Regions from separate parts of the Sus scrofa genome. Here region 2 is linked to region 1. The links are chromatin contacts, called in public HiChIP or PLAC-seq maps. All regions are on one chromosome and are shown on one strand. The core of a region is the stretch at or near the end of the contact, and the rest is flanking DNA. Distances in the headings are between cores, read along the strand shown.

Region 1 (4,940 bases), core at 2,196-4,695:
CCTGTTATAAAAAAGGTGAGGTCACGGGGAGGTGAGGTCATGGGGAAGTGGGGGCACTGCATCTGAGTTTCCCTTCCCTTGGGTTGGTGAGGAGGGCAGCAAGGCCATGCCCACCTGGAGCAGCAAGCCTGGGTCACTGTCAGTCTCACAGAGACAGGACACCTGGACCATCAGTGCCTTTGGGGTTTCTGAGAGCCTAAGGACCAGTAAAACAAAGGGCTAGGTGGAAAGCCTACCTTCAGCACACGAAACCACAGCCCCAGTTCATGGTGAGATGCTTTTCTGGTGCAGATGGTGTCAGGGGACAGTTGCTTGTGTGCCCTTCCCCTTCTGAGAGCAGGGGCCTAGCTCAGCACTTCTCACAGCCACTGAGTCACCAGGCCCTGGCAGGCCCCTAGCTCCCCTCCCACTCTGGTTCTGCCTCCCCAGACCAGTCTCCATCAGTCCCAGACCTCCATCCCTCTTTGTCCAATATGGCCCTGAAGATGCATATCCTCAGCTTTCAGACCCAGCCTGCAGAGCCGGCCAGGTCTCCCCCCTCCACAACCCCCTCTCACTCCTCTCCTCCCAGCACCGCACTCTGAGCAGGCCTTTCCCTTTAGGACTGACCTAGTGGCTCATACCTCTTCCTATTCAGGTCTGAAGAACAAGGGCCGTGACCCGGACTCTGAGAAGCTGCCCCACGCTCCGCCCCAACCCCCCAGGCCTCTGGACCCCCTCTGTGGGCCCTGAGGTGCCGTTTTTACAGCAGGCACACTCTCCACTCGAGAGCTCCTTGTTGGTGTGGCTTTGTTAAAACACGTTGGCTGTCATCATCCAATGCCAGTTTTCCCACCTGCAAAATGGGCGTAAAAGATTGTGAGGAGGATCTCTGGGCATAACGTACCCAAAGCTCTGGGTGTCATCATCCAATGCCAGTTTTCCCACCTGCAAAATGGGCGTAAAAGATTGTGAGGAGGATCTCTGGGCATAACGTACCCAAAGCTCTGGGCTGGTGCACTGGTTGAACATGAGCATTATTACTCTTTCCTTACGGTCATGAAATACACGTGCTCTCCTCTCCACCCCTCTACAGTTTCATTTCTTTAAAAAAAAGTTTGAAATCAACCTTGAGCCATTTATGACTGTGGCCCCATGGGCGAGGCTGGGCAGCTCAGGACCCCGTCTGCACCAGAGCGCAGGACATGACACAAAGCGTTATTTAAGCTCAGGGCTGCCCAGAGCCCCGAGCCAGGGCACCGCCACCCGCCCGCAAGACCAGAGGGAATAAAGCTGGCTCTGTGCGGAGCCTCCCTGCCAGGGTGCCTGCCCCTCAGAGGCTGTGCTGCCCCGTGGCTTCGGACAGCAGACCCCTGCATTCTTGCACGCGCACGTCCACACCCAGCCGGGACGTGGGGCTCACTGCCTGGCTGGGGCCCAGAGCAGGGACTCAGATAGAGGCCTTGCTCCTGTTTGCTTTGGCTGTTTTCTTTCCTCGAAACCTGAAGATGGATTTGGATAAACGTTCTTAGGCCTCATTGACCTTGCTGTTGAGCTAGAGGCTGGTTCACTCATCACCTGGGACAGCCCAGCTTCCCAGCTCCAACAAGGGGGCTTTCTGTCCTCACCCTCGCTGGCCCAGGGCCTGGGGCCCCGCTCGGTCCCAACTCTGGCTTTGTTCTCCTAAACTCTTCCCATCCCACCCCAGCCCCACCCAGGCGTCTGGGCTGCTCTCCATCCCCAGCTCCACACAGATGCTCCAGGGATGCCTGGGCTGGGCCCAGCATTCAGCACAGTCTTTGCAATGTTGGCCTCTGCGTGGGGACCTCTGGTGGCCGTAAAAGAGCACATGCTTCATGGGGTTGTGAGGGCATCCCGAGGACCCCCATCAGTGTCAGCTGAACCACAGGCATTTCAGAGATGTAAACGGGGAATGTGGCACAGTGGCCAAGACGCGCCTCCGCGGAAAAGCTGAGTTGGAAGCAATTTCTTTAAGAATGAATACTTGAGCAGAAAACTAGGGAGAGTCAGAGGTGGAGGGGGCCTTGCCCTTCCCTATAGCAGACCAGCATTGGGGCAGTGGTGGGTACCAGACCTTGGCCTGCTCTCATGGGGCACCCACCTTCTGGGGACAGCAAACAGGAGACTAAGAGCAGATCCATGGGGCACCCACAATTGCTGTCACCTTAAGGAACAGAGTTCACGGGAGGGAAGGACGCACATCCTGCCTCTGAAGGAGGCCCTGGTGACCGAAAAGGCAGTCCCCCACCCCCTGCCCCCTGCAACTGACATTACAAGAAGCCCAGGCTGACCAAAGTCTGGCCTTGTGGTCTAGGCCACATGCCCCCTCCCTCAGGGGCCAAGGGCCTTCTTCTCACTCTGGCTCAGGGCAGGGAGGATGGGTGTGGCTCTTCAGGGCCTGGACTGCACCTCCTTTGAGAGCACTCCCAGAAGGTAGCCCCTGCCTTTTCCAAAACTTGCCCCTCCAAGAAGTACCTGTGGATGGAAAATGAGTGCCCCCCTGGGGTACATGCAGAGGTCTTGTGGCCAATTTTTGGCTCCTGGGATCCATAAGATGCACAAGCAAAGGCATCACACATCCCTCCCTTCTCCCTGCAGAATTCCTACCTGGTGTTGGCGGGCCTGGCTGATGGGCTTGTGGCTGTGTTTTCCGTGGTGCGGGGCGCCCCAGACAACAGCTGCTCCTACCTGTGCTCACACACAGCCAACAGGTCCAGGTTCAGCATCCCAGACGAAGACGCGCGGCAGAACCCCTACCCTGTGAAGGCCATGGAGGTGGTCAACAGCGGGTCTGAGGTCTGGTACAGCAATGGGCCGGGCCTGCTGGTCATCGACTGCATGGCCCTGGAGATCCGCAGGCGGCTGGAGCCTTACTCAGCCCCTTCGGTGGTCATGTCGGTCGTGTGCAGCTCTGAGTGCCGTGGGGAGGAGGTCGTCTGGTGCCTGGACGACAGGGCCAACTGCTTGGTGATGTACCACTCAGCCACCTACCAACTGTGCGCCCGCTACTTCTGCGGGGACCCTAGCCCCCTCAGGGACGTGTTTCCTGTGCACCCCATGGGCCCGGAGCCCCTGCTCAGCCCCATCGCCAGCCCGAAGGAGCCCCAGAAGGACTCCCTGGCGGACGTGAGCATCATGTACAGTGAGGAGCTGGGAACACAGATCCTGACCCACCAGGACTCGCTGACTGACTACTGCTCCGTGTCCTCCTACTCCTCGTCCCCATCCCACCGGGTGCCCACATCCCTTTCCAGCGTGCCCTGCTCCCCAGCAAGCTCCTCCAGTCTGCTTTTTTCCACTGACAGCGGGGACACCAGCAGGCTGCTGGAGCCCACCCTGGGCTCCGATAGGCCTGAGCATGACCTGAGCCCCGTGGACGGTGAGGCATTCAGCCAGCACTTGCAGGCAGTGAAGATCCTGGCCGTGAAAGATGTCATCTGGGTCCCCAGGTAGGTTTTCCAGCAGGGGGCGCTGTCCTGCACTGCCCGTTGCTCTGGCTTTGGGAGCAGAGTGCAGGGAACCTTAAGACATTATTGAGATCCATCATGAGCTGTTTCCTCTCCCCTGGAACCAGAGGGATCTCTTTAGCAGATCTAAGACGGGCGGCACGAAAGCCCATCTGCCCTCTAGAGAGCTCAGGGAATGACAAAGGAGAGCCACGGTCAGGTTTCCTCCTGGGAAAGGGCTTCTTGCCCGGCTTCGGGGCCTCTGGTAACTCAATCCATTTGCAGAAACTGCATTTGTTGCCATGCCTTTCTGCACGCCAGCTCCGTTTCCCCTGGAGAGCACAGCCCTGGACAAATGCTTCCCCTTCTGGGTTTTGGTTTCTTAGGCGTGGTGGAGATATTATCGTCATCGGCCTGGAGAAGGATGCAGGTGCCCAGCGGGGCCGAGTCATCGCCGTCTTGAAAGCCCGAGAGCTGACTTCACGTGGGTAAGACTGAGGGTAGCAACTTGAGGACCTGGCATGTGGCTAGGGGAATCGAGGCCCCCTGCCACCTCCCTGCCTAATGGCTGCCGCCCCTGTGTCTTCCACAAATAAACATGGCATTATCACTGTGGCCATAGGCAGATGAGGAACATGCTGGGGTCTAGCAGGCAGCTCCTAGAGGATCGGCAAATACCAACTGAACCAGGCATCACCCATTCATCACCAGTTGTGGCTGACTGTTTCTGGGGTGCCCACTACAGCTGTGAACCAAGTGTTCTTCCTGGGGTGTGCCTCCAGGGCCCAAGCTCAGCTGCAATCAAAGTGGGGATCAGCAGTATCTCTGGAGCGCTGGGAAGCAGGTTCAATCCCTGACCCAGCACAGTGGTTTAAAGGGTGTGGCTTTGCCACAGCTGCACCTTAGGTTGAAACTGCAGCTCAGATCTGATCCCTGGCCTGGGAACTCCATATGCTGTGGGACAGCCAAAAAAGAAATGGGGATCCAGGTGATTCCTAGTCCTCCCCACCATGCAATAGCCCTTCCCGAGGGGCCCCTCCTCCCATTCAGCCCCAACCAGGGCCCTGCAGCCAGGCCTCACCACCTCTTGCCACGCCCATGCCCAGGCTCAGCTGTGCCCATCACCCATCCAAAGGGCTCCCACCAGGAGGCAGGCCAGACTCCACTGTGAGAGTCACCCTGGCTGTGGAGACGGGAGGCTGGTGCCCGCCGGTGTCCTGGAGTCACCAGGTGGCTGGCAGTGTCTACACCCTTCACTTTGCTGAGTCCCATGCTGTTAACCTCCCTTATGGAGAAATCCCCTTTGGCCTGTTTTCCCTGGAGCAGGATACTGATGGAGATCATGTCAGTGGCACTGGCGCCAGTGACCTTGCCCTGCAAGTGGTTCTGGAGACAAGATCTGGGATTGTGGCTGGGCCCCAGCTGCATTTTTGGGCATCAGTAGCTTCCAGATGTCAGAAGAGGCTTCCGGTGGGGCGGGGGGTTGAGGACCTG
Region 2 (4,910 bases), core at 273-2,772, 170 kb after region 1:
CTAACAACAGAGCCCCAAAATATATGAAGCAAAAACTAACATGACAGAAGGGAGACAGACAATGTAACAGTAATACTGGGGATTTCAATATCCTACTTTCAATAGTGGACAGAACTAGCCAGACAAAGAAGGAAAAAGAAGACTTGATAAACATAAAAGCCAACTAGACTGAACAAGGTAACTGTCCACACAACAAGAGCACTACACATTCTCCTCCAGTGGATGTAGAACACTCTCCAGGGTACACTACATGTGAGGCCATAAAAAAGTCTCAATAAATTTTCAAAAAGTGGAAATCATACAAAGCACATTCTCCAGCCATATGGAACAAAATTAGAAAGAAATCAGTAACACAATGGTTGGTCTTATGCTGTTAGGACTCATTTTCTCTTATTTTTCACTTCCCCTTCACACCTCACTGCTGATACAGTCCTTAAATAGCAGCCCCCTTTTGGGGGCGCTAACTGCCCTTCTAATCTATTAGCAGCTTGAAAATTGAACTACCAAATTGCCAGAACAAAACAATAGGGCTCATGATGGACTCTGCCTCAAAGAAACAGGCAGCATTAATGCTCAGTATTTGAGCATCTAGTCTAACCATTTGGAGGTCTGCCTGGTTCTTGGCCAGGTAAGGTTAATGAGCAGCCTAGAGGAATGATCAAGGTACCACCAAAATTCAGTCAGCTCTATGACAACTAGCAGTTAAGAAACATTACTTCTTTTATGGTTAAAGGAAAAAAAAACAAAAAACAAAAACCAGTCTTCTGATATAAGGATATTCAATACTCCTTTAAAAGTCTCTCAGGCTAACACGGAAGAACTCTTTTTTACCTATTTTGCTCTAAATTCCCAATTTCCCTTGGTGATATGCCTTCCTATACAACAAACACCATAGATCTTACCCTGCCCTGTACTGTTTTATATTTAAAGTCAGCTTCACAGGGTTTTAACATTTTTAAGTTTTTTCAACTATTTCATGAATGTATGTTTCTGTCTCCTCAACTAGAGTCTTTGAGGGAGAAAAAGGCCATTATCTTTCATTCTTCTTTTGCAATTTCCTACTAGTTCAGAGTGCATCACTGGGCCTATTAATGATCCCATAACAAACAATGAACGGTTAACTCAGTCACTGCTGGTGTGTCTTGGTGTACTGGAGTCTCCCAAACATTTGGGGATGTGCCAAATAACACCCACTTCAGGTCTGGAGCCGGGTAGAGGGGTTAGAGGTTGGGGTAGCAGTCGTCTCAATATGTGTGCCATGATGTAGAAAGGTTTGGGACATGCTGGGATAAATGAAACCCAGGTGAGAAGAAATGGAAAGAGCGTGAATGGCCATAAAAAAAAGATGCAGCTCTTTACACACTGAATAGAAGAATTTCCAAGGGATATAAGCAAAAATCAGCAAGATACACATAGTATGTAAAACATGCTACCATTCAAATAAAAGGGGGAAGATATACAAACTTCATTGCTTATACATGCATTGGGCATGTCAGTAAAGGCTCACTAGGGTAGATGACTCATGAGGGGAACCCAGTGGTTAGAGAGAGGGATGGGAAAACGTATCCCTGAAACCTGTATGACAGCATTCAAAAGACGATTTTTTTTTAATTGCCAAATCTAACTATGCCTGTTACTAACTTTCATTAGTAATGGTTATTTTCTACCCCAAATATATTCATGACTAGTCAAACACTGAGTCAGATGTAAGTAAGATCTGGATGCTGGTTACCTAGCTGTGTCAAATCTGTGAAAGTCCATTGAGCTCTACACTTATTTATGATTTGTGTACTTTTCCATAGGTATAATATATATACTTCAATAAGAAACAGGGAGTTACTGCTGTGGCCTAGTGGGTTCAGGAGCCGGTGTCGCCACAGCTGCAATGTGAGTTGCAGCTGCAACTCAGATTCAACCCCTAACTTGAGAATTTCCACATGCCACAGGTGCAGCCAAAAAAGAAAAATAAATAAAATTTTTAAAATAAAATTAATAATTACTTAGGTCAATTTTCTTTTTGTCCTTCCTATTAAAAGAGTAATATTTCATATATTTGCCTAAATAAAATAAACTACTGTTTCAAATTTTTTAATACCATTTCTTTAAAAAAAAAAAAAAAGCTGAGTTAGTGATGCTGACCCCATTGAGACAACGGGGAACCAGGTTGGCCAGCTCCTCCTCCCTCTTTTCCACCAGTATTAACTCAAGGCTGCTGGGTCCTCACAGTGGAAGGTTTTAATAAGCCTTGAAGATCACTACTAAAAACCACCTAATGGTTTACCATATTGCAGTCACATTTTTTCATGAAAATGAAGTTTTGAAAGCTGCTTATGGAAAATGCTAAGGTCATAAAAGACAAAGACAGAGGTTGTATAAATGCTCCAGATTAAAGGAGGCTGAAGAGTCAAGACAACCAAATGTAATACCTGACCTCAGGCTGGAACCTGCAATGAAGAAGGAAGAGTTGTGGCCGGGACCTTGCTGGGTCTGCAGACAACACTGTTAAATTTACGTAAGCTGTGCCCTGGTGGGATAAGAAATTATCTTTGCAAACAACAGTGCAAATGGGTTAACTCTGGGTGTAGGCTGTGTGGATATTCTCTCATTCCTATACATTTCTATAAAATTAAAATGATTTTCAAAGAGTTTTTAAAATCATGTATTAATGATTAGGGTTCCCTGGTGGCCTAGCTTTGTCACTGCTATAGCCTTGGTTACTGTCGTGATTCAGGTTTGATCCCTGGCCTGGGAACTTCCATATGCTGTAGTGCCGCCAAAAAAACCTAATGAAGTTGTGTATTAATAAATTAGGCACCAATAATAATCAAAACAAGCCTAGAAATGAATCTGGATTTTGATTATGACAGTTGTTCCTGAGGAGCCACTTTAAACACATAAGTATAATCCCACAGCATTATTTGGGACTTGCAAGGAAAAAAAAAAATTACACCTTCTGGCTAGGTTTATAATAGAGCTAAATAAGTACCTTCCAAAACTCAAAGCTTAACATAATTGTCTTTAACATAAGACTCCACCTCAATAATTTCTCATAATGTGAGTCTTAATGGAGTTAACTAGGTTTATAGGAAGTTTAATAAAAGTTCCTCATCCACCAAAGGGATTAATCTTGCCTGAGTGGTAAACATAATGATAAATCCTAATGAGGATTTAGGTTAGAAGCACTTAAAGCCCTACCAAAAAAAAAAAAAAAAAAAAAGAAATGGAAAAGAAATCAAAGGTCAAATAAAATGGTCAAGGTCCCAATAGAATTCTTAAAAATGGTAATGATGATGCACATGTGAAAGGCAAAATTAAATTTACATTAAAAGATATAGAAAATTCCTGTGACCCAAGGGAGGGAAGTTTCTAAAGACACAAAAAACATAAACCATACAGGAAAAGAACGACAAATTAGGCTATACTTAAACTCACAATTTGCATACAATAAAAACACTACATTCCAAATGGAAAGATAAGCCACACTCTGGGAGAAGATTTTCTCCCACAAAGAGTCATCTGGTACAAGCCCCGGGGAGAGCAAGCTGGCAGTTTCTAGGAAAAACCGTGTCTTCCTGCATTTAGAGGAACACAAAGCAGCTGGGGCAGCATCTGAAGCTGAGGTCTGGGCAGGGACCAGGAGCAACCCAGGAGAGAGGTTCCTCCCCACCGGATCCCTTTAGCTAAGAAGGTCAGTCACCAGATGCATCAAGTTTAATGGACAGGTCCAAGTGTCCAGACCCGACAACTTCTAGCACCAGACCTCAGGCCTCAAAAAACTGGTGATTACATCATAATCCAGGGAAACAGCCCCCAAACTGTCTCCCAACCCCCACAGCCCCAGGACAATACTTTCTCACTCTATCTTGGCGCTAAGGCTAGCCCAAAGTTCTTGATAAACTCAAGATACTGGCTCTGTTGGTGTCTAGCTAGCGGTATGTAACAATTTAACAGTGTTACAACACGAAGACACAGATTTTTAAAAACTCTTTCTCAAAGGCAGGCCTATCCTCTACAGTCCCAGCAGGAAGGCCAGCTTCTCAGAGGTCAGCGGCAGCATGAAGCACTCCAAAATACACAAGGCATTACACATTGTAACCATAATGAAACCTGTTATGGTTCTAACTGCTTAATTAAGGATGGGGAAAATGCAGGATTTCTGCCAATGGCATTTTGCTTAAAACTGCTCAAAATCCCCAAAGGGCTTTCCTAGCAACAAAAATCCATGAGAATAGAATTCCCCCCAAGCTCCAGTGAGCAAAGGCCCGTGCCATGGAGAGGCAGGGGAGACACACAAAGAGATTCGGGGTTCATGCAGATCACATTTGAGATTTGAAATGTATCTTTTATAATTGGAAATTCATGAAGACCACTTCCTATGTACCTGAAAATGTCTACTTCCCAAAAAGTTCAAATGAATGAAGCAGAGTGAAGAGGAAACATCTAAAAGCAAGTCTCGAGAAAAGGAAAGTACGGACAAGAATACTACTTGTTCACACAAGCACTCTGGAAAATCAACTCAGAAGAAAAGCTAACAGTTTACATTCAAAAGTGCTTTTCTTTTTCTTGGGCAAGGTCTAGTGATTTCCTCTGCTCCTCACAACTATCAGTGGTTTATCGATCTAATAAACACGACACGACCTAAATAATTTTTTCCACTCTGACTAATATCACATCCTGCAACTGCAGGCAAGAGGTGCATATCTGCCAATAAAAACAAAGAAAAGTCAAAAGCTAACTCATGTTCTCCAGCAGTATTAAAAAGAAAACATCTCCAAGGAGGTTTCCTTCAAAAAACTGCACTGATGTATTAAGATAACTCAGAAGTTGCCTATTCTAAAGGGAACAACTATACTGCAAAGTTACAGACCATAATAACTGTCTAAAAAAGTCAAGTTTTAAAATAAATGCAA

What was found. HiChIP or PLAC-seq counts read pairs in DNA pulled down with a chosen protein or histone mark.
Region 2: a contact with region 1 is called in an H3K27ac HiChIP or PLAC-seq map of alveolar macrophages. The contact joins two enhancer-like sites. A contact is called at or near these places in 2 of 2 datasets of contacts at active chromatin or transcription factors (alveolar macrophages and skeletal muscle).

Annotation. Positions count from the first base shown.
Region 1 is chr1:139,617,251-139,622,190 of Sscrofa11.1, forward strand. It overlaps LRRK1 (leucine-rich repeat serine/threonine-protein kinase 1), which reads left to right. Exons shown (of 34, transcript XM_021098586.1): 31 at 1-15; 32 at 2,599-3,449; 33 at 3,833-3,934. Among named protein-coding and RNA genes, the nearest start is that of LRRK1, 130 kb to the left of the region's middle. Within about 2 kb of position 3,446, at least 5 of the 83 cell types and tissues checked have an H3K27ac peak or open chromatin away from gene starts, as enhancers often do. A contact at or near this core is called in alveolar macrophages, where this site is marked.
Region 2 is chr1:139,785,994-139,790,903 of Sscrofa11.1, forward strand. The region is part of intron 2 of CHSY1 (chondroitin sulfate synthase 1); the gene reads right to left. Among named protein-coding and RNA genes, the nearest start is that of CHSY1, 16 kb to the right of the region's middle. Within about 2 kb of position 1,523, at least 3 of the 83 cell types and tissues checked have an H3K27ac peak or open chromatin away from gene starts, as enhancers often do. A contact at or near this core is called in alveolar macrophages, where this site is marked.